7 separate regions of the Mus musculus genome follow, and all the other regions are linked to region 6. Evidence: chromatin contacts called from public ChIA-PET, Hi-C, HiChIP or PLAC-seq and promoter capture Hi-C data. All regions are on one chromosome and are shown on one strand. Each heading gives the region's core, a stretch centred on a gene start, on an enhancer-like site or on the middle of the called end of the contact. The rest is flanking DNA. Distances are from core to core; before and after follow the strand shown.

Evidence for each region. Promoter capture Hi-C pulls out the DNA fragments that hold promoters and counts their contacts. A called contact is a pair of places that touch in the nucleus more often than the background predicts. ChIA-PET counts read pairs in DNA pulled down with a chosen protein or histone mark. HiChIP or PLAC-seq counts read pairs in DNA pulled down with a chosen protein or histone mark.
Region 1: a promoter capture Hi-C map of pre-B cells shows a contact between it and region 6, with 5 times the contacts expected there. The contact joins the promoter of Fam193b here to the promoter of Higd2a in region 6. A contact is called at or near these places in 4 of 39 promoter capture datasets (the C10 cell line, liver, neutrophils and 1 more), 2 of 115 datasets of contacts at active chromatin or transcription factors (astrocytes and bone marrow-derived macrophages) and 1 of 9 other capture datasets (liver).
Region 2: an RNA polymerase II ChIA-PET map of memory CD8 T cells shows a contact between it and region 6, with 25 read pairs. The contact joins the promoter of Rab24 here to the promoter of Higd2a in region 6. A contact is called at or near these places in 7 of 39 promoter capture datasets (the 3T3-L1 cell line, cranial neural crest, erythroid cells and 4 more) and 2 of 115 datasets of contacts at active chromatin or transcription factors (astrocytes and memory CD8 T cells).
Region 3: a contact with region 6 is called in a Hi-C map of CD4 T cells, with 5 times the contacts expected there. The contact joins the promoter of Ddx41 here to the promoter of Higd2a in region 6. A contact is called at or near these places in 2 of 484 Hi-C or Micro-C datasets (B cells and CD4 T cells) and 1 of 115 datasets of contacts at active chromatin or transcription factors (astrocytes).
Region 4: a contact with region 6 is called in an H3K4me3 HiChIP or PLAC-seq map of embryonic stem cells, with 9 read pairs. The contact joins the promoter of Nsd1 here to the promoter of Higd2a in region 6. A contact is called at or near these places in 3 of 39 promoter capture datasets (hippocampal neurons, neural stem cells and pre-B cells) and 4 of 115 datasets of contacts at active chromatin or transcription factors (bone marrow-derived macrophages, embryonic stem cells, epiblast stem cells and 1 more).
Region 5: an RNA polymerase II ChIA-PET map of memory CD8 T cells shows a contact between it and region 6, with 12 read pairs. The contact joins the promoter of Sfxn1 here to the promoter of Higd2a in region 6. A contact is called at or near these places in 4 of 39 promoter capture datasets (the C10 cell line, the HPC-7 cell line, liver and 1 more) and 7 of 115 datasets of contacts at active chromatin or transcription factors (the 230-238 cell line, forebrain, large pre-B cells and 3 more).
Region 7: an H3K27ac HiChIP or PLAC-seq map of double positive thymocytes shows a contact between it and region 6, with 5 read pairs. The contact joins the promoter of Rgs14 here to the promoter of Higd2a in region 6. A contact is called at or near these places in 1 of 39 promoter capture datasets (the C10 cell line) and 3 of 115 datasets of contacts at active chromatin or transcription factors (double positive thymocytes, memory CD8 T cells and pancreatic cancer cells).

Annotation. Positions count from the first base shown.
Region 1 is chr13:55,569,534-55,572,775 of GRCm38.p6, forward strand. Fam193b (family with sequence similarity 193, member B) reads right to left here and starts at 1,587. Exons shown (of 11, transcript NM_145382.4): 1 at 172-1,587. Gm31364 (a long non-coding RNA gene) reads left to right here and starts at 1,563. Exons shown (of 2, transcript XR_873486.2): 1 at 1,563-1,892.
Region 2 is chr13:55,319,837-55,323,647 of GRCm38.p6, forward strand. Rab24 (RAB24, member RAS oncogene family) reads right to left here and starts at 2,144. Exons shown (of 8, transcript NM_009000.3): 1 at 1,702-2,144; 2 at 1,554-1,622; 3 at 1,266-1,344; 4 at 1,091-1,158; 5 at 909-1,008; 6 at 667-717; 7 at 476-538; 8 at 1-378. The coding sequence starts at 1,818. The coding sequence ends at 314. It overlaps Prelid1 (PRELI domain containing 1), which reads left to right and starts at 2,219. Exons shown (of 5, transcript NM_025596.5): 1 at 2,219-2,445; 2 at 3,017-3,242. The coding sequence starts at 2,354.
Region 3 is chr13:55,534,547-55,537,936 of GRCm38.p6, forward strand. It overlaps Ddx41 (DEAD box helicase 41), which reads right to left and starts at 2,112. Exons shown (of 17, transcript NM_134059.2): 1 at 1,935-2,112; 2 at 1,750-1,860; 3 at 1,340-1,499; 4 at 1,184-1,258; 5 at 1,013-1,073; 6 at 743-879. The coding sequence starts at 1,961. It overlaps Gm46416 (a long non-coding RNA gene), which reads left to right and starts at 1,449. Exons shown (of 5, transcript XR_003950651.1): 1 at 1,449-1,546; 2 at 1,654-2,341.
Region 4 is chr13:55,208,167-55,211,539 of GRCm38.p6, forward strand. Nsd1 (nuclear receptor-binding SET-domain protein 1) reads left to right here and starts at 1,616. Exons shown (of 23, transcript NM_008739.3): 1 at 1,616-1,709.
Region 5 is chr13:54,070,367-54,074,047 of GRCm38.p6, forward strand. It overlaps Sfxn1 (sideroflexin 1), which reads left to right and starts at 1,479. Exons shown (of 11, transcript NM_027324.5): 1 at 1,479-1,566.
Region 6 is chr13:54,588,537-54,591,790 of GRCm38.p6, forward strand. It overlaps Higd2a (HIG1 domain family, member 2A), which reads left to right and starts at 1,695. Exons shown (of 2, transcript NM_025933.3): 1 at 1,695-1,883; 2 at 2,188-2,611. The coding sequence starts at 1,730. The coding sequence ends at 2,354. It overlaps Nop16 (NOP16 nucleolar protein), which reads right to left and starts at 1,538. Exons shown (of 5, transcript NM_178605.4): 1 at 1,325-1,538; 2 at 1,127-1,235; 3 at 62-131. The coding sequence starts at 1,431.
Region 7 is chr13:55,367,772-55,371,379 of GRCm38.p6, forward strand. Rgs14 (regulator of G-protein signaling 14) reads left to right here and starts at 1,961. Exons shown (of 15, transcript NM_016758.3): 1 at 1,961-2,165. The coding sequence starts at 2,121.

The sequences.
Region 1 (3,242 bases), core at 337-2,836, 980 kb after region 6:
GTTCACTGTTCAGTGCTTGGGACAGACACATCAACAAGTTTCATCACAGAAGGAGTGGTGCCATTGAAGGGAAGCAAAGAGGGTGGTGGGCACAGAGGGGGCACTTGGTTTAACTGGGGAGGTCAGGGAAAGCGTTCCAGGAATGGTACCCCAAATGGCATCCCCACTCACATGCACAATTCCAGAGATTCTACTAGAAGGCTGTCAAGAGCCATGCCTTCAGGCTGCACCAGCCTCCCAGAGTCCCCTGCTGCCCGATGCAGTGTCTGCAGAGCCAAACGCATCTTCCGCCACGCCTCGTCCTCATCCGGGCGCTGCATCCGACCCTCCAAGACTCCTGCAGGGGCCTGCCTTCCTTGGCAGGCTCAGCCAAAAAACCAACTCAAAACTCTTTTGTCAGAGCAAGCTTAGGGTGAGCCACCCAGCCCCGGGTGCCACAACCCTCCCTGAGCAACTGTGGCCCACGCCACCCCCGCCTCTCCTGTTTGCTCCTTTTTGCTCAAAAGAAAGTGACCTTCCAGGTGGCAAGCTGGAAGCTTCCGAGAATCCTCCCAAATACTCTTAGTCTCGCAGGATTCACCAAACTAGTGGACTGGCGGGGGTTGGAGGTGGGAGTGGGGGCTCCTTATGGGACAGGAGATAGGAGGAGAACAAGGGTTTCCTCTTTAGTGGAGTTATTCTAACAGTCTTTGGGGCCGCCAACTGTTCTGCTGGGTAGGGAAAGGAGAGAGGTCCCGGAAGGCAGATGCAGAGAGGTACAGCTGTTGAGGGTAGCGGCTGCAGACCGTGCAGGGGAAGGGATGAAGCTGCTGGGGGCGGGGGTGGAGGGGCGCACAGAGGCTGCAGCCTTGCAGGTTCCAGCGCCCTGAGATGATGGTCTTTTAGGGGCTAGGGGATAGGGGGGAATCAGGTGGCTCCAAAGGGAAGTGGAGGGCAGAGAACTAAGCGGTGGTCTCGGGACCTGAGCGAGTCCCAGAGAGCATAAATGGTCAGAAGATTTAGCTCCGGAGCAGGGCCTGAACGGGTAGCTTTACAAGGGTCGCAAGAGGGTTGGCTGAGCTTTGGCTTTGGAGAGGGGTCCAGCTTCCACTCCCGGCAAGCGGGTTGAAAGCATCTGCCCCGGACTTGGGATTTGGTCCCAGACCCACAGTATGGTCCATGCCCACTCCCGCCCCACTCCCGCTCCCGCTCTGGGGAGGTGTAAGCAGCCCGGCAGTCGGAGTCGTTTTGCTCGATCCTACCTGAGGGCCTGGAGCCAGCTTGGGCTCTTCTTCCTCTCGGGGACCGTCGCAATCCAGCTCGGCGGGCACCTCCGGGGGCCCTGCACCGGCTCCCGCTTCCAGGCTCGGCGGCGGCGGCTGCGGCTCGGGCGCCTGGGGCTTCTGCAGCCCCGCGGCCCGCGCCCGCTCCCGCCGGCCCGCGCCGCCGCTTGGCCTGCTCCGCCTCCGAGTCATGCTGCCTCTTGCGCCGCTCCCCCGCTCGCTGGCTCCTCTCGCGCCTCCGCCGCCGCCGCCGCCGCCGCCGCCGCCGCCGCCGCCGCCGCTCCCCTCACAGGACAACAGCCAATATGGCGGCGCCCGGCGCCCCTCCCCGCCTGCTGCCAACAGGTCAGAGGGCACACTCAGTCCGCGCCGCCGCAGTCGCCACGGAAGCCGCCAGCGCCATTTTTAATAAGGCCACCTCGCTGGGCTTCGCAGGAGACCAGCCCCGGGCGAGATCCTGTCCTAAGCACTAGTCCGAAAGGCTGCGATCGGCTGGAGAAACACATTGGGCTCTGTAATAGCGGGCCTAGGAGCTTAATTATCCATTAAATAATGAGTGAGTTACTAATCTTTTTGCTGCGAACTTTTCACGCTCATCTCTTGGCTCCTCCCTAAATCACTTGGAAACAGGTACGAATTATTCCCATTTTGCAATGGACAAGCACTGGCTGCAAAATGCCTACCATAGATTCCTAGATATCATCCCACCACACCTGTGGTCAGCCTGAGGCGAAAGAATAGGCAGGTCTTTACTTGTCGTTTACTGGGAGCCCCACGTTCTGTGCTCAGAACTGCAGGACCCAGACTCAGGTCGTTCTTGAGGCTGATGGGGAAGGGGGTCACTTAAATAGATAATAGGATCGGCGTGACAAGGATGAAATGATTAAAGCACATACTCTGGCAATGTTTTTTTTTTTTTTTAAGTGGTATGTGCGAGAGAGGTCTTTAACCCACAAAGCAAAATTAGAAATGTTTTAATAGCTCAGCATTTTAGTTGTTAATATGTCATCTCCACCCATTTTCTTCCCACAGGGGGAGAAAAATTCAGGCACATGGAACAAAAAAATATATGTATTTTTTTTTTAAGTTTCCAATGCTGTCTTATGCCTTGTCGAGTGAAACTGGAACTTTTTAGTAGTTACACGTGGAATTTATATTGATAACATCAATCAGAACAAAATCTGAAACTTTGACTACCAAGAAGTAAATCAATTTTTAAAAATTGCTCTATTTATCTTATTGTTTTAATAGGTATGTGTGTGTATGTGTGTGTGTCGGTGGGACTGGGTTAAACTTCTTTGGCCTAACTTGCTCCATCTTGAAGTCTGTCCTCCGTTTTGCATGGCCCCAATTCCAAGAAAAACCACAAATGTTCTAGAGTCTACCACTCAGGGAAGGGGAGGAACATCTGGCCTTTTCTCCAAGATCCTGAAACAGTTGCCACCCTTCTTTCCCTGGAATACCTAGGGGCCACCACAGACCAATCAGGAACCAGGACCTCTGGAAAGCCCCCTAACCACAACCAACCATGGTAAAGGTTGCCTAGACCCTCACCCTAATCTTCCACTTCATACCTGGTTGTGGTTTTCTGCTTTAAAAGGCCTGTGAGCCCACTTCTTGGGCTCATTGCTTCAGCTCCCGAGCCTAACTGCATCTCTAGTCCAGCTAGATCTCTTGGTGAGAGTTTCCCTTGGTGAATAAAAGCTGCTTTTGTTTGACTTTGGATTGTGGCGGCCTGTGCCTCATTATTTGTGTGACCTCAGGCCCAACATTTCTGTGTGTGTGTGTGTGTGTGTGTGTGTGTGTGTGTGTGTGTGTACGCGCGCGCGCGCATACGTGTACTTGTGTGTCAACTTGACACAAGCTGGAGTTATCACAGAGAAAGGAGCTTCAGGTGAGGAAATGCCTCCATGAGATCCAGCTGTAAGACATTTTCTCAATTAGTGATCTAGGGTGAAAGGGCCCACTGTGGGTGGTGCC
Region 2 (3,811 bases), core at 894-3,393, 730 kb after region 6:
TGGCCCCAGGAACAACTAGGTGTTTTGACACCCAGTGCACACAGCAAGGAAATGCATCAATTTTATTTACAGTTCAGAAGCTACTTAAATAGTCTGGACAGAAGCCTGGGATTCAAGTCAGCCCTTACTCCTCCTCATGCCCACAGTCAGCCCAATACTTCCTCCGTTCCATGGGCCAGCACAGGCAGGTGCCACCTCTGCTGTGAGAGGCACCTGGAATAGCTCAGACGCTTGACCATTCCAGCCCAGACAAGAGTCAGGTCCAGCCCCTCTGGGAATTCATCTAATTCCACTGGGCCAGATGAGTGGTGACTCAGTGATGACAACAGCTGTAGAAGTAAGGGTTTGCCTTCTGGCTCAAATCCACACCTTTGTCCTCTGTCAAAGAGAGGAGAGGTGACTGCTCAGCACTACTATTATGTCGGGGCATCAAGTAGGTCACCAAGAAGGCTGGGGACCATGAGGAAGTACACACCTGTCATCACCTGGAAAGCAGCCACACTGACGTAATCCTCAGCCACTTTCTGGAAGAGTTCATCTGGCAAGCAAAGAATCAGTGAGGGCCTGAGACCAGCAGCCCTGGGTATCCCAGTGGCCCAGCCCTCTGAACCTTTCTGCTCTACTGTCCTGCCTGTTCCTGCTGACAGGACCCAAGACAACACTCACCCACACTTTGGCCTGTCTTGCTGGATGTTTCAAAGAGTTGGGCTTTGATATCTGCAAAGAGAAGTGACTGTCTTCACACTTGGGGAGCACACCTAAATGTAGCTAACAGTTCAGTCTCCTGAACCACACAGGTTCAAGAAGGCCAGAAAGCAACCAAGACTGTCATTCCCATCTTTGAAATACACTCAGGCAGATAGTACCCGCCCCCAAGCCCCCATCCTCAGAGACTTAAAAACAGCTACTATCGGCATAGTCCTGAACATCATGGAAGTCTACACGACGGCGCCGCCTGTCTTCCTCCAGCAGGTCACTCTTAGTGCCACACAGGTAGATTTGACAGCCCTGTAGCAGAAGACAAGGCTGAGATTATCTCCACAGACCAATACAGTCTCTGTCCCTACTCTTGTGATATCTGGCCACCTACCTCTTCTAAACTGCGCAGCTCCTTAACCCAGAACTTGGCTCTCTCAAAGCTGCTGCTGTCAGTGAGGTCTTGGTAAGGGTAAGGCAAGAGACACATAAAGATCAGCGGCTTCCCTCTGATGCTGGCCTGTAACCTAACCCTTACTACTTGAACACGCCAGAATTCAACCCCTTACCATAACAGACAATTGCAGCTTTAGCACCCCGGTAATAGATTCTGCTCATGGCTTCGTAGCGCTCGGAACCTGCTGTGTCCTGAGGGGTGAAAGGAGTTAATAAGCTCCTTCACAAGACTACAAAATAGGCCCCATCTTCCAGACAACCCCCCCTCCTTTTTTTAGACGAGTAAATGGGTGTGAGGAAGGAAAAACGACCTCTATGAGGCTCCAGTTGGCTGGTTTAAGAGGCAAGACATTAAATTCGGGAGACAGGTTTGCACAAGACTCTGTTCTCAAGGGACTTACCCAAATGCCCAGAGTCACCGTCCGGTCTCCAACGCACATCACCTTGGCCACGAAAGCAGCCCCGATGGTCTACAACCAGGGAAGAGATAAGTGTGGAATACTGGCCGGACCCCTTCCTCCCATGCCTGCTCCGCAGGGGTGCACTCACGTTCTGATAGGGCCCCACCAAGAAGCGGTCGTGCACGTATCGTTCCACCAGGCTCGTCTTGCCCACGTATTCCTTGCCCAGCATAACCACCTTAACGTCCACGCGCTGCCCGCTCATGCTCCCTGGGCCGCCTCACCCACTTCAGGGTCCGCGCGGCCCAGGCAGAGCCCAAGCCTCAGACCCCAACCCCAAGGGCCTCGCACCTCGCAGGCCCCTGGCGCCTCGGCCCGGGGCGCTCCGTCCTTTGCAGAGCCGCGGCGCGGGGACGCGGACAGCGCCCTCCACCGCGCCGCAGAGCCCTGCGGTGCTCACCCGCGCGACCGCCGCTGCGCCCGAAGCTCCGCTGCGCCGGGGTTACCGACTGAATCTGGGGTCCTCGTAGCTAACTCCAAACAGCACCTCTGGGACTGGAAGCCAAGAGGCGGGACGCCCGGTCACGTGACGCGGGCGCCGGAAGTGGCCGATCCTATGCATCCGGCGCCGGAAGCGTCGTGCAGTCCTATAACCCCTGATGGCGGCGGTAGGGACCTGGGCGCGGTCCTGCGGAGATTGAGCTGCGAGCCTGGCGGGCGTGCGCCTAGCCACGTCCCCCCCACCCCCGGGCTCTTCACCCTGATGCTGCACGGGTGCTGAGCCCGTCCGGGTCGGGACGATGGTGAAGTATTTCCTGGGCCAGAGCGTGCTCCGAAGTTCCTGGGACCAAGTGTTCGCCGCCTTCTGGCAACGGTACCCGAATCCCTATAGGTACGTGGCGTTGGGTAGAGCGAGTCGCCTTCCTCTCTTCTTCTGGAGATCGCACCGTAGGCTGTCCTTCAATAGTGGAGTTTGAAAGACTGGACAGAGTCCGATGTGGGCTATCTGCGGAACTGTGGCCACAGTTATAGCACAAAATCCTTATAGGATTAGAATCAGTCCAAGCCTCCAAAGTCCTCGAAGAAGATTGTCTAGTTTGTGATTTATATTGGGCTCTAGATTTCTATTTTGCAGTCCAAAGGTGGTTGGACAGGAAGAGGCGGCAGCACGGGAGTTGAGCGGTATTTCGGGGCCAGAAATCCTGAGGATGGTTTGCTTACCTGCTGCTGGCGCTCTCTAGTGGTATAATTCTTGAGATTTTGCTCGCTTTGGAGAGCCACAGAATCCATGTCGGGTGGAGGAGGGAGTTGGAATTTGCCCGGGGATAGGTTCAGTGTACTCTAATTCTGAACCCGGGCACAGATCACAGATTGCAGGCAGCCATGACCTGGAGGCGCTAAATAGGAACCAGTAGACATGCTGTCAAGAGCAGGCTCCTGAGAATCATCTTTAACTCTTGCAGCAAACATGTCTTAACCGAAGACATAGTGCACCGGGAGGTGACCCCCGACCAGAAGCTACTGTCCCGGAGACTCCTGACCAAGACCAACAGGATGCCACGTTGGGCAGAGCGACTGTTTCCTGCCAACGTTGCTCACTCCGTGTACATCCTGGAGGACTCTATTGTGGACCCCCAGAATCAGACCATGACCACCTTCACCTGGAACATCAACCATGCCCGGCTGATGGTGAGACTTCCTTTGCTCCCTCAAAATAGTTGCCCTTCAGATTTCAGGCAAGAGAGTTGTGGGAACTTCTGTGGCCAGAGGCAGGCCTAAAATACCAATGAGCTGCATCTCTAGAGTTCTGCCCTTAGATTGGTCTACCCTTTCGATTGGTCAGATTCTCTGGGACTGTCCCTTGGCTCTCAGATGGTGGGGAAAGACACCCCTGTTCTTTTTTTCTTTTTTTTTTTCCCCGAGACAGGGTTTCTCTGTGAAACTCTGGCTCTCCTGGAACTCATTTTGTAGACCAGGCTGTCCTCGAGCTTAGAAATCTACCTGCCTCTGCCTCCCAAGTGCTAGGATTAAAGGCGTGCACCACCAACCACTGCCCGGCTGACACCCCTTTTCAAAGCTTGTTACAAGTACTGTGCGCAGAGCAGTCAGTTGGTGACATGCATGCATGCATACATATGGGGGGGGGGGTGGCTTTCAGGAATGATGCTGATCGAGAAAGGGAGGCTGTGGCTTCCCTGTTGGAGTCACATCAAGTGGAGATAACTGGGGTGTGCCTCGGTTTGTGCATGAGATTTGAG
Region 3 (3,390 bases), core at 862-3,361, 950 kb after region 6:
CTGTAAGTTGTAAATCGTGAAACAGAGGCTGGGGTGTCAGGAAACAGTAGGTCCAAGGCTCACTGGCTCACTGGGCCTAAGTTCTCATGGAAGCTCTGTTGAAGCAGAAGATAGCCGAGGCATCTGAAAATAAGTCCAAAGAAACCCTTCCTCGCCGGGCGGTGGTGGCGCACGCCTTTAATCCCAGCACTTGGGAGGCAGAGTCAGGCAGATTTCTGAGTTCGAGGTCAGCCTGGTCTACAGAGTGAGTACTAGGACAGCCAGGGCTACACAGAGAAACACTGTCTCAAACAAAACAAAACAAAACAAAAAACCCTTCCTCTAGTGAGGAGTGGTGGGACATGCCTATAAGCCCTGAACCTAGGAGGCACAGATAACTGGATCTTTGAGTGTGAGGAAAGCCTGGACATATTATGTTCGGGGACAATTGGGCCTCCAAAACGACACGTGGTTTCACAACTGCCCACAGGGTGTGGTGGTTATGCCTCCAGTGCTAGCTAGCACAAGCGTTCAGTAGGGATGCTGCAGGAGGACTGTTTTGGATTTGAGGTCAGTCTGGGCTGCCGAAAGAGATCCTGTCTCAAAAGAGCTCCTCCCCCCAAAACCAAGTACCACCAACAACCACAGAGAGACTTCCTATCTCCAACTCTCCATTCCCACGGCTGAGCGCAGTGGGTGCTGGGATACACAACCTCACAGGGGCAAGATGATAAAGCACGGTGTCTCCCTTCTCCTCGGGTACCTGCAGGAAACTTCATCTCCTTGAAGCTCTTGATGGGTGGCGGGATACCATCGCCCTCCACCAGGATGTGATACTTCTTCCGAACTCGCTCATGCCGCTCCTCAGACATGCTCAGGACATAACGCGGGGGTGTCCAACTATGGGTAGGTGGTGGGCAGGAGAGGGCAACACGGTAGAGTATGGTGGGGCAGCTCCCTCCCCAGTCCGCACAGCAGGGCGTCAGGGTACCACTGCCAGTCCCAACCTCATATACTTACTGGAAAGGCATACCTAGTTTTGATTGGATCGTCATAGGTGATGCCTTTGGCCATTTCCTTCACTGACATCAAGGCTGAGGAGACAGACATGGCTCAATGAGCAAGACCACCCAAGAGGTCTCGCCTTTGAAATCGGGAGGAGGTGGCTCAGTCCACCTCTGCTCTGAACCAACTATAATGGTACCTCGGCCTTCAGCCACACTCTCCAGAATCTTTTCTTCTTCCTTCAGTTGCTTTTCCTTGGCGGACTCCTTGCGTGCTGAGAAAAGAAGCCGAAGAGGTCAGAGAAGCAGGAGCACTGCGGCCTAGGCCCGTCCTCTCTCCTTCCTGCTAGGCCCACCTTCAGCCTTCTCTTTGAGGTGCTGGTGCTGATCCAGGAGGCTGACATTGGACTGAGGGCCCAGCGGGATGTCGTCCTCATCTCCTCGGGGCTCACTGCCACTGTCCTGCTGCTCTTCCTCCGTAGCGCCCTTGCGTCTTCGCTGCAGCAGCTTCTGGAGCTGAGGTCCCAGCAGTGTCCCTCAGAGCCAAGCCCAGGACCCAGCAGGTGAGGGGGCACAGCACCCGGGAGGGCTTTTTCCGGGAAGGGGATCGTGTGCACTGAGGCGCACGTCTGTCCGGAACTCAGGTTCACTAGTCCCTGGTCTTCCTCAGAACCACGACCCAAGGTAGGACTACAGCTCCCCAGATCCCCCCTCCCGCTGACGGCCGGGGACATGTCGCCGTTGCACCAGGGATGCGGCCCCTCACCAGTAGCTGCCGGCGCTGCCGCAACGGCACATAGGGTACGTAGTCCTCGTCGTCCTCATCCTCGTCCTCGGAGCGGCTCCCACCCGCGGTCGCCTCGTCCGCGCGTGCCCGCTGCGGAGACCCGAGTCAGCCGCGGCCCCTCCCCCTGCCCGCACCCCCTCGCGTGGACCAAACCTCAGTCCCACCTTCCGCTCCGGTTCCGAATCCTCCATCTTAGGCTGCACACATGCGCAATGCCAGGGCATCTGAGCTCCAATCAGATAGGAAAAACTGCTGTGGTCGCCTAGCAACGGCGTGAGCGCCGGATCGCGAACCGGGACAATCTTCTTCCAGCGCGTTTACGGACGCGCAGCGGAGCCAATTGGGTCTGGCGAAGCCTTGTGGGTAGCGGGAGGATTTGAAGCATGCGCAGAAGATCCAAGTCGTGGGTTAAAGGATGAATCTGTTGAACACGCCCTACCCTCCGCACGCTGTCCTTTCCCGCACGCTCCCGGGGAGCGTTGTGCCCTCTGGCGGCCAGGAGTTTCAGCCCTGCAAGCGGTGCTCGCAAAATATTATTCATTAACGTGAGATAACACCGCTGTTCCGACGGGTCAGAAGTAAAATAATGGTCAAGGTCTTTTTTAACCTTGTATGTTATGTGTGTAAATGATATACATCTCAGAGTGACCACCTGGGAAGCTAGAGATAGCACAGAAGAGATGCTGGATCTGGGTTTTCGAGTTAGTGGAGGGAGGAGTCACCATCAAGAGAGCAGGAAAGGGGCTGAGAGTGTAGAGCAAATAACCAGATTCCTTGGGGCATCTGCAGAGATCTCAGGGGCTGGTGTGAGGTAAGGAGACGGGCCCAGGTTGTTAGGAGTCCTACTTTAAGGAGGAAAGACAGAGCTAGTGCTGGCTGCTCCTTCCCAAGTCTTTATCTGTAATAGGTGCATCGATCACCATGGAGTGCCAAAGTGTTCTGAGATTGGGAGAAATAAAATGATTTTTTTTTAACCTAAGAGAGGGTCTTGCCATGTAGCCAAGGTTGGCTTCAAACTTGTGGTGATCCTCCTGCTTCAACCTCATGAGTGCTGGGATTGTGTATAATCACAATACCTAGCATGAAATCACAAAGGAAGTGCAAATCAATTTTCGTGATATTCATAGCAAGTAGCCTCTCTTGAAGAATAATTAAAATCCAAAAGCCAGGTGGTTGCATGCACCTTTAATCCCAGCACTCAGCAGGCAGATCTGAGTTTGAAGCCAGCTGGGGCTACACAGTAAGAACTCATGGTAAAGAAACAAACACCCGGAATTCATAATGGAAGAGTAATTGTGGAGGGGTGGGGAATGTGAAAGAAAGTCAGGAGTCACCTAGCTGGTGACCGTGTGCTGAAGGCCAAAGCTAGACTTTGTAGGTACTTGACCAGACTTTAACTCTTGCCACAACTGGAATTTTAAAGAGCAGTTTTAAGTGTGAAAAACAAAGCTAACCAATACAGAGAAAAGGCTACAACTGTTTTCCCTTTCCTAAAAATGAAACAGGCTGAGAAGCAGGAGCTGTGAGCCTGTGGTCTGGCTCCTGCTCCCTTGGGGGAGGAGAAGAGTATGGGTTAACTGCAGAGCCTAGCAGACGCTTGCTAAGAATGGCATTTAGCAG
Region 4 (3,373 bases), core at 366-2,865, 620 kb after region 6:
GTCTGACAGGCCCAGCATTTCATGGCATCTGTTGGGTGTGTCGGCTCACACAAGGATGTTGCCCACCCCACCTGTGAAAGTAATAGTCCTGAGAATGTGCACAAAGGGCTTGACCTAGTCCTTAATTCTTTGCAGACTAGTAAAGGGTTAAAGGAACAGACGTGTGTCAAGCGCTCAGTGGTGTCTAATGCATGATACCCGCTCAACAAGGATTTGTTCTCATATGTCTGCAGGTGAGGTGTGCAGGCCCAGAAGAGATTCTTGAGTTATAATCAGTAGAGAAGAGCTAGGTCTACACCCCAGAACCCAATCCTACAGGAAAGCAGCCCCGTCTCACTTGAGGATTCAGTATCCTTCTGAATATAGAAGCTCAGCTCCATAAGCACTCTGGTTGTGTCACTGTGGTAGACAGTTTTATAGTAGGAGGAAGGGAGGACCCCCAGGGGTTACCTAGGGAAGTCTGATATTTCCCTGGGGTCTCAGTCTTGTTTCTGTCAGTAACTAGGTCATCCTGAATGGGGGTGAGGGGGAGGTAGGAGGTTAAGGAGAGGGTCCTGCAGAGCAGTAATGTGCTTACATCAGCTAGTCTCTCTCGGTACCCTTTTTTCCCTGAGGCCACAGGTTGCCTGGCACACTAGCTCCCATTTTGCTTCCCCAGAGCCTGGTGCATTGCCTAGACTGCAGGAAACGGTTGCTGAAGGAAGCAATGAGTTACATTTCAGTATTTGTCAAATATGTCTGTAATTGTTAAGGACAGAGTGTTAGCCTGTTTCAGGATCCTCCCAGATGCCTGTGTCTTGGAGGCCACAGATGAGGAAACAGAGGTTTGGGACTGAAAGATAACTTCTTCAAGGCCCTCCAGTGGCAGTTCCAAGTACCTCAAAATGGCTAGGCACTGGGAAGGGCTGTGGAGTGATTAGCATTGGGGTAACTGCCAGTTAGAAATGACAGGCTCAAATGATTACTTGTGAAAAAGGATCCAGTGAGAGCTTTCCTATTGAATTGCCCGAAGGTGTTAGCAGGAGTTATTCCTTCGTAGAACAAAAGACCGGGTCTCCATGGGAGAGGGCCCCAGTTTTTTTCCGGCTAGTTTTAGCGCAGGGAAAGATGCCAGTCAACTTTGCATCTGGAAACTCCTTTAAACTAACCCGAGGGACCTGAGGTCACAGTAGCCTCTTCACTCTTGCTTCCGCCGGGCACCTTCTCTCAGGAAACCCACTTGCCCTCTTGGCAGGGCCAGGGCTCCAGCATTACTGATGGTATGCTGAAGGCTTAGCTCTGAGCCTCCTTTAATGGACTGTGGGTCTTGGACAGCAAGCAGCTGGAAGCATCCTAAGCCGCTGCTTGCTGGACACAGTCACGAGGTGAAGGGCAGGGAAGGATGGAGTTTGGCCCAACCATTGCAGATCCCCAACCGGTACAGATACTTGGCAGGGGAACGCCAAAAGTGCCTGTTCTCCCAGGTGGGGGTCTAGTTACCAGAGGGCCCTCGGTAAACACTCTACTGGGGCAATAACTATGCACATTTACTAAGCCTCTGGAGGAATGGTGGTCACGTGGCCATCGAGGGCGGCGCCCTCGGCTTTAAAATGAACTCCAAATCACCGAAGGCTTTCTGGAAGAGGCGGGAATTCTCGGGGCCGTCCAATATGGCTTTCTCTCAACAACAAGGATGCGCTTAACGCTCTAGGGACCAAGTCATGCCTGAGGTGAGCTTCTTGCGGTGAAGCAAACCCAGGAAGCAGCAGGGTCCGGGAAGGGAGAAGTGCCTCAGGGGACTGGAGTGGCTGGACCAGGCCTGGTCCAGTCCCTGACCTTCCACTGTCTTTGAGGAATGGACGCGCTACAGCCCTACGAGGTCAGGGCGGCGGGGTCCTGGTGCTAAGTGCGCGCCAGCAGGACCCCGTCCTCCTAACGCAGAGCCTTCCTAGGCCGGGGGTTTGCGCCTTTCATGCTTGGCCAGCCCGTCCAGCCTGTCGGCCGTCCCTGTGCAGTCGCGCAGGGGTCCCGATGCCTGGGCCTCAGGGGCGAAGCGCGCTCGAGAGGGCCATCTGCCTGGGTGTGGAGAACTGCAGCGTCCGCGGTGCGAGGCGCTGCCCCTCCCGGCCCCCGGCCCCGCGCGCCCGCACCTCTCCAAGGCCGCCAGCGCCCGCAGCCCCGGGGCCGCCGTGCCAGGCCCAGACCCAGACCCACACTAGGCGCTGGAGGCGGTGCAGGGATTAGTGGACCCCTCCCCCCGAGCTCCCCTCGCCCCGCCCGGGGCAGCGAAGACCCCTGGGCCCGAGGGTGACCGAGGAGCTTCGTCCCCGCGGGGTCTGGACCGGGGGCTCGGCCTCGCTGGGCGGGGGCTGCACGGCGACAGGCCGAGGTGCGGGCGCGCCGTTAGGCTGTGTCCCAGAGGCCGGGGTGTGGGGCGTGGGCTCAGGGCTGCGGGGTCTCTCGGCCTCAGGCCCGGGTTGAGGCCACGGTCCTGCGGCCAGTACCCCGGGGCGGGTCACCCGACCCTGCTCCCCGGAGCCGCTCACCCCGCACGGCCCGGCCTGGGGAGGGAGAGGGAAGGGAAGGGGTGGTGGGTGAGGGGCCGTGGGGACCGCAGGGCCGAGTCCCCGGCCCGCCCGCACGCGCTGCTCCAGGGCGGCTGCCCCAGGCTCCCGGGAGGAGCCAATCCCCTGCCTCGCGGGCGTCGAGCCTGCGGCCGAAAGGGAGTCCCAGGGCTGTAGAGGCTTGGCTCGGGGAGGCAGACCCGAGCTGCTGCTGCCTCCATTTTGTTTCCTGTTCAGCTTGGTCTGTAGTGGTGGTGGTGGTGTGGGTTTGGGGTGCGGCTGGGCAAGGGGGTTCCCCTGCGGCCACGTCTGCTCGGGGCCTGGGGCCTCGAAGACCCCCATGCCAAACCCCCCAGGTGAGCCCTACAGCGAGACGGGGGTAGCCTCGGCCTCGGGTCGAAACCAGCGGGGCTGAGGGCAGGTGCCCAGTGGATGGGGAGCCCGGGCTGGAACCTAAGATGGAGGCCGGGGCTGACGCGGGCCTGAGAGCAAGGCCGGCGGGCCAGGCCTCAGCCAGGCACCATGGTGGCTCCGGGGTTGGGGTTCAGGATGACTGGGGTGCAGTTAGCCGTGTGCAACCAGGGGCTGGCGCGGCGCCCCGAGGTAGGTGAAAGGATCGTCATGCCACCCACGACGCCCGCAGGCCCCGACACTCTGGGGAGGCGCGCGAGGCCCCCCAGGGGAGTCCGCCTCAGGCCCCGCCCGGGCAGCTGGGCCGACCCGTAGGCCCGGGGCCCTGAGCTAGCGCCCAGGGGGAAGGGAGGGGAGGGGGCGGCAGCAGCAGCTCCGCTGATTGGGCCGCCCGACCCGGCCGCTCGCTCGCCCGACTT
Region 5 (3,681 bases), core at 229-2,728, 520 kb before region 6:
TGGCTTAGACCAGTTTTTAATGTGGGGACTGTCTTGGTTTCTTTTTCTGTTGCTGTGATAAAACATCCCAACAAAAGCCACCCAAGGGAAGGAGGAGTTTATCTTAGGTCACAGTTGGAAAGCACAGTCCATCACCCAGTGGAAGTCAAGGCAGCTGGAGCTTGAAGCAGTGGATCAGAAGGCTCCAAGGCAACAGCTCTTTTAGACCTATGGGTATTTAATTTGATCAGTGTGGCCTTGGTCACATCATCCACACTCAGAAGGAGCACTGCTTTTCTTTACAATGTTAGTAGGGCCTTCTGGGCCAGTCTCCCACAGTAGAAGCCCCTAAAGGTAGAAGCCTGATCCCCACTCCCACCCCCCATGTTCCCCTCTGGTGACCTTTTTTTTCAGCCTGTCCTGGATGTCTGATTGGCTGGATGGAGCTCCTCATTGATTCTGGTACAAACACATCCTTTCTTTTTTACCATTCTTCTGTGTTTGTAACTGTAGGACAATCTACTCCTTCAAAGTGTTTTAGCTGTTTTGGGCTCTTTGTTTTCTCATATACGTTTTACAGTCACCTTATTGGGATACAGACAGACACACTCAATGGGCGCGCGTGTGTGTGAGCGCACACACACAGAATCCAAATTCAGTTCGGAATCTCATTGCTTGTAGAGGTTATTTGGGGTAGAATTTCTGTCTTTAAAAAAAGGGGGAGGGGATTTATCTACCTGTGCAGAGAATGCAATTCGTTATTTGTTGTATTGTGCTGGCCTTCAGAATGCGTCCGAGATTCTATGCTTCTCTCCTCATCGTCCAACCTGGTCTAACCAGGTCCAACCTGACTAAGCTCATGACCTCTGGTCTGCACCTCCCCTATGGTCCCATCTCTGTCCAGCAGCCAGTGACTCTTTTGAAGGTGGCACTTGTATTGTCTAGTTTTTCTTAGAGGGCTGGCTGTGCCAAGCTCCCCCATTTTAAGAAGCATTAGGGGCTGGCGAGATGGCTCAGTGGTTAAGAGCGCCGACTGCTCTTTCGAAGGTCCCGAGTTCAAATCCCAGCAACCACATGGTGGCTCACAACCATCTGTAACGAAATCTGATGCCTTCTTCTGGAGTATCTGAGGACAGCTACAGTGTACTTACATATAGTAAATAAATAAATCTTTAAAAAAAAAAAAAAAAAAAAATACCTAATAAAAAATGGAAAAAAAAAAAAAAAAAAAAAAAGAAGCATTAGCCCAAATGAATGGAGGAACAATGATGATGGGTGGTCTTCTAAAAAAAACCAAATTGAAAAACAGTGGCATTGACCCGGGCTGCGGCTAAGATGAACTTAGGAGTTCTCAGTGTGGCCAGAAGCAGAAGCGCGGGCACATGGGGCGTGCGCAGACTGCGGAGCTCAGCAGCCAAAGCCATGAATGACACCGAGGCAGAGGCAGGAACCTCTGGGCGGGGCCGCGCGTCGTGAGCGCGCGTCGTGGCCGCGCTCCTGGGGGCGGCGCGCGGGGCCGCGGCGCTTCCGGCAGCTGGAGGCGGCGCCGAACGGGACCGAGCGGCGCGGGTGGCGGCCGGGTAGGCGGTGAGTGGCGGGGGGCTGCGGAGCGCGCGCGGGGAGCCGGAGGCGCGCGGGATGGCGCAATCTCGGGGGCTGCAGGGGACCCAGTAGGGTCCACTGTGCGCGCTGGGGTATGCCTGAGGCGGGTTACGTACGCCCGGGACCTCGTGAGTCCGCAGCTCTAGACTGGGGCTAGGGAGGCCTCAGCGTGGAACTGATCTTGTGGAACAGATGTGAAAGGGGAGCATCACGCACCGTGCCACGCGTCCCTAGCCACCGCGTGACGAAACATGCTGGGTGCAGGCGGCCAAGATGGCTGCCAGGGGACTGTCTCCACGAGGATGGGCGCGCGCAATTGCCAGGTGACCAGGTGGCTCTTAGTAGCTGGGACCCGGAGGTCCGCGTGGAGATCACTTGGTGGCCGACCTCCAGCTCTTAATCTCTTCAAGGGACCGAAGTGTCCCAGGTAGAACCGTGGGACCCTCACCCTCAGCTCCCACATCGTGTTCCTGCTGATCATCTCAGGTTCAACCGCCTCCAGAATGACAATGACCACACTAAGGTCTGTGCCTCCGGAGTTAGATCTCTGACTTTTGTATTCATCCAATGCTGCCAAATCCATAATCCAGATTTGAAAACTGAGGCATTAAAACTTGAATAACTTGCCTAAAGTGTCACAGCTGGCCAGGGAGAAGAGCCAGGCAATCCGAGTATATATATTGTTTCCACTTTGTCCCTCAGTGACGATGTGACGATTGAGAGACCTCGTGGAAAAGCGTAGTTCTGCTGGATTTCAGAATTTGGGCCTTTACCCGGGACTCTCCCTTTATAGTTTTCTCACACTCCTGATCCCTCATCTGCTGCACCTACTTTGGGTGCCTCTAGTCAGCAGCTCTCAACTGTGGTTGCATATCAGAAGTTTACATGACGATTCATAACAGTAGCAAAATTATGTTTATGGAATGGCAACGAAATAATTTCATAGTTGGAGGAATCACTAAACCATGTATTAAAGGCTACAGCATTAGGAAGGTTGAAAACCACTGCCTAGATTTTTCTCTCCGTCCTTGTTCCAGGCAGAGGCAGGAGTAGAGAGGCGAGCACTGAGGTAAAGAAGAGGACTTTGTGGGTCTTAGAATGCTGGACTCAGGCTTGCTGTGTGAAGGAGAGCTGTTTAGAGGACAAATGGAAGTTCAGCAGGAAGTCCCAGAACCTCAGGCCACCCCTCCCCACCCCCCACCCCACCCCCCTCCCAGGACTGAGGTTGTCACATTCACAGCAATAACAGTGTTTGGGAAGAGTTTGTTAATTCCCACCCAGCTCTGATAAGGAATTGCTCCATCTGTGTACTCAAGGGTGCAGCCAAAGGTCTGCAAAATGGAGAGAGTTGTGCTTAGTTTTCTGTAAAAGTTTGGTGAAACTATCCCGGGGTGTGCAGCAAAAGCTGGCTGAGAGGAAGCATCCCCTTTCCCCTCCTAACTTCTGCCAAGAAAGCTGTGAAGACAGCCAGGCCAAAAGGACTCATAAAGCAGTGGGGCCACTTTCTCTTTTATCTAAACTGTGTGTGTGTGTGTGTGTGTGTGTGTGTGTGTGTGTGTGTGTGTGTAGGAGGAGGAGGAGTAGTAGTAGTAGTAGTAGTAGTAGTAGTAGTAGTAGTAGTAGTATATATGTAGTATATGTCTGGGTGCAAGTGCTCTTTAGAGGCCAGAAGAGGGCATCAGCCCCCCCCCCCCCTGGAATTGGAGTTACCCACAGTGGCAAACTGCCAGATGTGGCAAATTCAGGTCCTCTGAAAGAGTAACAAGTTAACCACTTAGCCATCTCGCAGACCTCCTGCTGCCTGAAAATGAAACAAAGTATCCCTGCAGAAATGGCAGCTTTAGTTGTGCAAACAGGGTGCCTTTAGCTGTGTGTAGCTGTTGAAAAGGTGGTTTGGACTTCAAGGTAAGAAATCTAGATTAGTCTGTAATAATCTGTTTCGTTCCTTCATTTCCTTTGCTAGTTATTAATTTGAAAGTAAAAACTCATTGTTGCCAGGCGGTCCATACCTTTCCTAGCACTTGGGAGGCAGAAGTAGATTTCTGAGTTTGAGGCCAGCCTGGTCTACAAAGTGAGTTCCAGGGCTATACAGAGAAACCC
Region 6 (3,254 bases), core at 445-2,944:
TCAGAGTGCCCTTTCTACATGAGAGAGGACAGGACGGTAGAAGAACACAGCCCACACTCACCATTTACCACATAGGGCTTCCGTACAAGATCCCGGGGTCGCTCCTCCGTGTCTACCTCCATGGCCTTTACCTGTAAAGAACAGGTTTGAGACCAACAGACAAGCACCTTTGGTCAGAGTTTGACCAACGTTAGGGAAGGACATTCCCTATGGAAACACAACTATGTCTTGTATCAGAAAATCCTTGCCCAAAGTCACTAGAACCAGATCACACCACACACGGTATGTTCATGCTCACACTCACATGTCATACCACACACAGTATGCTCATGCTCACACTCACATGTCACACCACACATGGTATGTTAATGCTCACACTCACATGTCACACCACACATGATATGTTCATACAGTTGCATATGACACCCACAGTAATATTTTTAACAAGCAATTCATCTTTCTGCCTATATCTATGCTTTCCTTACTCTGCTGTGTAGTAGCACCACAAAAACCATGTGCATGAAGAGCGCTTTATAAGTTACAGGGAGCCATGTCCGATAGCTTCTTCATGGGGAGGACTTACCTGCCAGTGCTTAGTTATAATTTTACTAAAAAAAAAAAAAAAAAAAAAAAAACTCTTGGGGTAAGCCGGGGGGTGTTGGTGCACGCCTTTAATCCCAGCACTTGGGAGGCAGAGGCAGGCAGATTTCTGAGTTCGAGGCCAGCCTGGTCTACAAAGTAAGTTCCAGCACAGCCAGGGCTATACAGAAAAACCCTGTCTCGAAAAACGAAAAAACAACAAAACAAAAAAAACCCCTCAAGCTCTGGGGGACAGAAAAAGATACATTCTAGAAAATTCCACTGACCTGAGAAGAAATGGTAAGCAGAGGAGGGGGCGTGAATAAAGGAGGTCGTTAAAGGTCTTTGACCAGAATTAGTGCAAGCAAAATGACTTTATCACAAATATGGGAAGTAAGTGTGTGTGTGTGTGTGTGAGAGAGAGAGAGAGAGAGAGAGAGAGAGAGAACAAATTCTGAAACTCTGCTCAGTGAAGGAACGTCAGGTGGGAAGGAAAATAGGAAGCGGCTAGTGTGGAGATGGGGAAAGTGCTTTGCGTTATCAGTACCTTCTTCTTACGGAGGGGAACCGCCTTGTTGGGGTCCATGGCCAACCCCATCTCCGCCAGGTTCTGCCGCACGGATTTGGTGTGGTCCCAGGCATGTCGTATGTGGGAACTAACATCAAAGAGAGAGAGAGAAATCGAGATTCTGTCACCTCACCTTAGATCCCAGCCCAGGCCCCCGCCTCCAAACTGGCCCCTCACCACTCAATCCGTGGCGCTGCCTTCCGACGAGCATTCCGGTTCAGACGCTTTCGGTTGACGTTGTAACCGAACTTCTGCCTCCGAGTCTTTCCCTTAGCCTTGGGCATCTCGCTAACTGCCCCAACAGCAGCTCAAACCCTTGAAACAGCAGCTCAAACTCAAGAACCACGCTCTCAGAGCCGCGTGTTAATAGTCTCCGTCCACCCGTGCGCGCAAGGATTCTTGGGAAATGTAGTTTTAGTAGTTAGTGCCTCCACATTCACTTACTACAACTCCCAGAAAGCAACGGGCAATGGCGCCTGCGTGCTACACTCAGCAAGCTATTTCCCCGCCCCGTAGTGACCTCATCAGAAGGCGGGGTCCGGTGTCCGGATTTGTGTCCTACCTATTTCTGTGCTGGTGGGTATGGCGGCTCCCGGTCCTGTGAGTCCAGAGGCGCCTTTTGATCCGTCCAAGCCCCCAGTTATCGAGGGCTTCAGCCCCACGGTCTACTCCAACCCAGAGGGCTTTAAGGAAAAGTTTATTCGCAAGACCCGTGAGAACCCAATGGTGCCTATAGGTAAGTGTGTGCTGTAGGAACGGAAGACCGAGAGGACAGCGGTTTCGTAGGGAAAGGAAATAGGGGTGGATCAAGTAAGCCTGGGGTTTGGGAAGGGGAGCGGACCAGAGGTGTGACGAAATGACGGTGCGGGGTGGGGGGTGACTGAAACGAATCGGAATGCATTGCGGGGCTTGGGACTAGATGAAGCAGACTGTAGAACTGCCCTCCTGTTGTGGCTCTGGGAAAGCTGGGACGGGCTACATCCTTAAGGGACCTGCAGGACCCGACCTGTTGCCTCCCGCGTGTGTTGTCCTCTCCCCAGGCTGTCTGGGGACGGCGGCTGCCCTCACCTATGGCCTTTACTGCTTCCACCGCGGCCAGAGCCACCGATCCCAACTCATGATGCGCACCCGGATCGCTGCACAGGGTTTCACGGTCGTAGCCATCTTGTTGGGGTTAGCGGCATCTGCTATGAAGTCTCAAGCCTGAGTATAGCCGGGTCTTAAAGCGCCATGGAAACCATTACAAAACCCAGGAACAACAGACATCCCTGTCAGACTTGCTCCCTCCGTTTCAGACCGGACCTTATTGTCATTTGGGTGAGGAAGTGGCCGATTTTGTAACTGATTTGCGCTTCCACCGCTGCCCCCTCCCGCTCCCAAAATCCCAGGTTCATTTCAGTTGGGTTGCATGCTTCTATTTGTGATGCGTCCCCTTAATTACTTAATAAAAGCTTATTACACTTGTATGTGATGAACTATTTCTTAATCTCATTCCTACGATCAAAACCATGATTTTTCCTTTAAATTTTTAAGAGGGAACAGGCTGTCAGTAGGACTGGCCTTTAAAAATCAGCTAGGTCTGACAGTGCATGCCTATTGCCTTAACTGTTCTGAAGGTTGAGGGAGAAGAAAGAATCTTGCCTGACTGCACATGACTTCAAGAGTTCAAGATCACCGGGCAGTGGTGGCACATGCCTTTAATCCCAGCGCTTGGGAGGCAGAGGCAGGTGGGTTTCTGAGTTTGAGGCCAGCCTAGTCTACAGAGTGAGTTCCAGGACAGCCAGGGCTATACAGAGCCTGTCTCGAAACCCTGTCTCGGAAAAAAAAAAAAATGCAAGATCACTCAGTAGAGTAACTTAGACTCTGTATCATTTAAAATGGCCTGAGGGTACAGCTCAGCAGTACAGTACATAGTGATTGTGAGGCCGGAGGTTTATTCTCCAGTTGTGAAAGAGGAACATAGAGCCTAGTGCTATCCAAACTTTCCTCGGCACTGTCAAGTTACTTGGGGCACTGGTTAAAAGTAGAGATTCCCAAATGTTCATTCTTGGGATTCTAATTCAGTGAGCTGTTTGATGTAATACGGGAAAGTTTGCCAGCAATTTCC
Region 7 (3,608 bases), core at 711-3,210, 780 kb after region 6:
GTGAGAGGAGAGAACCAAGTCCTAAAAGTTATCCTCTGGCCTCTGGGCCACAGCATGATCATGTGCCTACATACAGTAAGCTAATTAGGGAACAAACTCTTTCTTTTGTTCGTTCGCTCTTTCCTTCTCCCCCCCCTCTCTTTCTTTCTTTCTTTCTTTCTTTCTTTCTTTCTTTCTTTCTTTCTTTCTTTCTTTCAGATTTACTTATTTTATGCATATGAGTGCATCACCATTGTTGTCTTCAGACACACCAGAAGAGGGCATCAGACACCATTACTGATGGTTGTGAGCCACCATGTGGTTGCTAGAAATTGAACTCAGGACCTCTGGAAGAGCAGTCAGTGCTCTTAACCACTTAGCCATCTCTCCAGCCCAGGAACAAACTTTTTCAAAGAATGCTTCCCTTTACACATATTGAAAGGCTAACCACTCATTTTATTAATATTCAGAAATGTTGGAGGTGGAGCCTTTGGTCGGAAAGTATATCACGCAGGAGAGGGACCGGATATGATGAGACAAGTGTCCTTTATAAAACAGGACAGGAGACAGTATGCTCCCTATCTCTCTGCTTTCTGACACGTGGGCACAGCAAAAAGATGGCCGTCTGCAAGCCATGACTCGTCAGAGCACAAGTGTGTCAGGGCTTGAGCCTGGACGTGCCACCTCCGGAATGGTGAGAACTGAGCGTCTGTTGTCCCGGCCACCCAGCACATGGCATTTTTTTTTCTTAATAATTTAAAAACTATTTTTATGTGTATGACCGTTTTGCCTGCCTGGGTGTCTGTATACCATCTGCATACCTGGTACCCTCAGAGGCCAGAAGAGGGCATCTGGTCCTCTGGAACTGAAGTCAGGAGCAGTTGTGAACTACCATGTGGTGACCAGGAATGGAACTCTGGAAGAGTAGCCAGTGCTCTTAACCACTGAGCCATCTCTACAGCCCGGTTTGTTTTCCTTTGTTTGTTTGTTTGTTGACCAGGTATCGTTATGTAGTCCTGGCTGATATGTAAATGAGGCTGGCCTTGCACTCAAAGAGCTCCACCTGCTTTTTGGAGTCTGAGCTAAGACAGTTCTGCACAGAGGTGGGCTTTCTACTGAGTATGGCTTACTTTACCTCTTTGGTATGGATATACCCAATCCATTCTCCTACCCTTCAGTGCATGTGTGCATACCCAGCCCCTGGGGTGTCTGACTATACATAGGCATGCCTATCATATGCACCCATCCAAGGCACTATACACTATCTATCTTATTTTGTTTACATTTAGATATAGATACAGACATAGTATAGATCCAGATTGAGTTTCCTGTAACTAAGTCTGACCTCAAACTGTTATTCCTGCCTCTGCCTCACAAGGGCTGGCATTACATACATGTGCTACCCTGCCCAGATTCGAGTGTGTATGCCTGAAGATTCAGGTGCCCTCGTGACACAGCATGCCCACATGCATGGTCACACAGGTGATGTGATTACCTCTTTGCTCACCTGGCTATCAGATGACAGCCTAGGGGCAGCAGTCTCCGCATGCAAACTGCCTGAGCTAGGGTTGCTAAGCATGCATAAGCCTGGGACATAGAAGGTAAATGAGTAGTGAACAATGCACTTTTGTGGATGCCTAGGACTCGGAACACATGCCCCATGTCCATGGAACCCCCCCCCAGACTGTCTGCTCCACAAGTGTCTAGTTGTATGAGCATGCACTTCAGCATGCTGACACATCCTTGGAGCCTTCAGATTGAACACTCCAGGTACCTCGCTGGGCAAAAGGAGGCTCCTGCTGGCTGTTGGTGCTTGCATGGTGTGCAACCGAGGGTGCGTTGGCGGCATGTGTGTGTGCATGAACGTGTGTGTGTGTGTGTGTGTGTGTGTGTGTGTGTGTGTGTATGAGAGTAGGAAGAGACATTCGCTCTCTTAGACCTTGCTTCTTTCTGTGGTTTGGTTTCTATAGAGACACTTCCTGTGGCAGAGAAAAGAGGTAGTGAGCTGGTGTTTCAGGATGTAAGGGCCCGGAGGAGCAGAGCTCTCTCTCTCCACTGCCTGCTTGCCACCCCAAGAGAGTGCTTCCGCGATCCTTGTGGTGGGTGGCCCCCCGTGGAGGGGACCTGTGATCAACGGCGGTATGCCAGGGAAGCCCAAGCACTTGGGTGTCCCCAACGGGCGCATGGTGAGTGTGGGCTCTGAGCCAGAGCCACAGGGAGGGGGGTGGGCACACCCAGGGTGGAGTCCAGGAGGCACACCCAGCAGGGTTGCAGAGGAGCAGGCTGGAGAAGTTGGGTACAGACAGCTGCTGGCATTGGGACCTGGTGCTGTCACCCTAGGACCCTTCCAGATGCCCTGCTAGGAGTCTGGTGCAACCCCAGGGATTAGTCCAGAACACAGCAGACTTAGGTCTCTGGTTCCACATGCAGGTTGGACTCGCTGCTCCCTCATCCGCTACTGGGATTACTGAAGTTGATTACAGAGTAGCCTGGAGATCCAGTGGTCACTTCTAAAACTTCTCAAGCCCTATGTCTCAGGCCCTCAGCCCTCCTCTCTTCATCTCACGCTCTAAGTGCCCAAGATAAGGTTTTAAGAGCAGCCCTTGCTGGATCACTGCATCAACCTGCTCCAGAGGCAGCCTGCCAGAACTAGTGTTCTTTGGGCAGCCCAGGACGGGTCAGTAAGGGCAGGACAGGAAGATCAGCTCTGTCTGGTCTATTCCTAGCTTCCAGGAAGGGTGTGTGTGTGTGTATGTGTGTGTGTGTGTGTGTGTGTGTGTGTGCGTGCAACTTAGTATAGGATGCCCTGGTTGCAGCCCTAACCCATTAGACCTTCTCCAGGCTGTTTAACTCCTGACTAGAGTTGTCTCCAAGTTTCTGGCTCTTCTTTCATTCACCAAATAGGACAGGCTGTGTTGAGCCTCCCTTTTCTCCTTAGGGACCTGGCTCACCTAGCAGGATCACTCCAGGGGGACCAAACAGTGTCCTGGTAACCTCTATCTTAAGGCCCCAGCCTAGAACCATGGGATAAAGCCAGTGGGTCCAGAATAACCTGGGATCCAGAGAGAGAGACCTGGGATCCAGTTCTAGCTCTGCTGTCTTTTCCCAAGAAAGATCCTGTCCTGTTTCGTCATCAGTAAAATGAAATAGAAACTGATCAATGTCCTGTTTGCTGAGTGCCATAATGAATATGAGACACTTGAGCATTGTAAAGGCTACGGAAGGGTTATCCTGATAACCCCTGTACTTTCATCCCCTCTTTAAGAATCTTCTATCTCATTAAACAGTTCCCACCTCTGCCTTCCAGTTCCCAAGGTTAGTTCTCATGTTTTGTCGGGAAGCCCTTTGCTGACGCCCCATGCTGTTTGGGTGGAAGGGAGACCAATTCCAAAAGTTGGCTCAGCCCCCACCCTACTTCCTCTACCACCAACCCAACTTAGAAAGTCTGTGGAGAGCCCATCCCCCTGCACCCACGCTGGGTGGGCATGGCACTTGGCTTGCTCCTCTCTAGGTGACTTGGCCACAGGGCCAAGGAGAAATAGCCCAGGCCCTCCCCGCAAAGAATAGCTGGATTGATGCTTCTGGGACAGAACCCAGAACCACACACCAGCTGAGAGGGCTGGAGATAG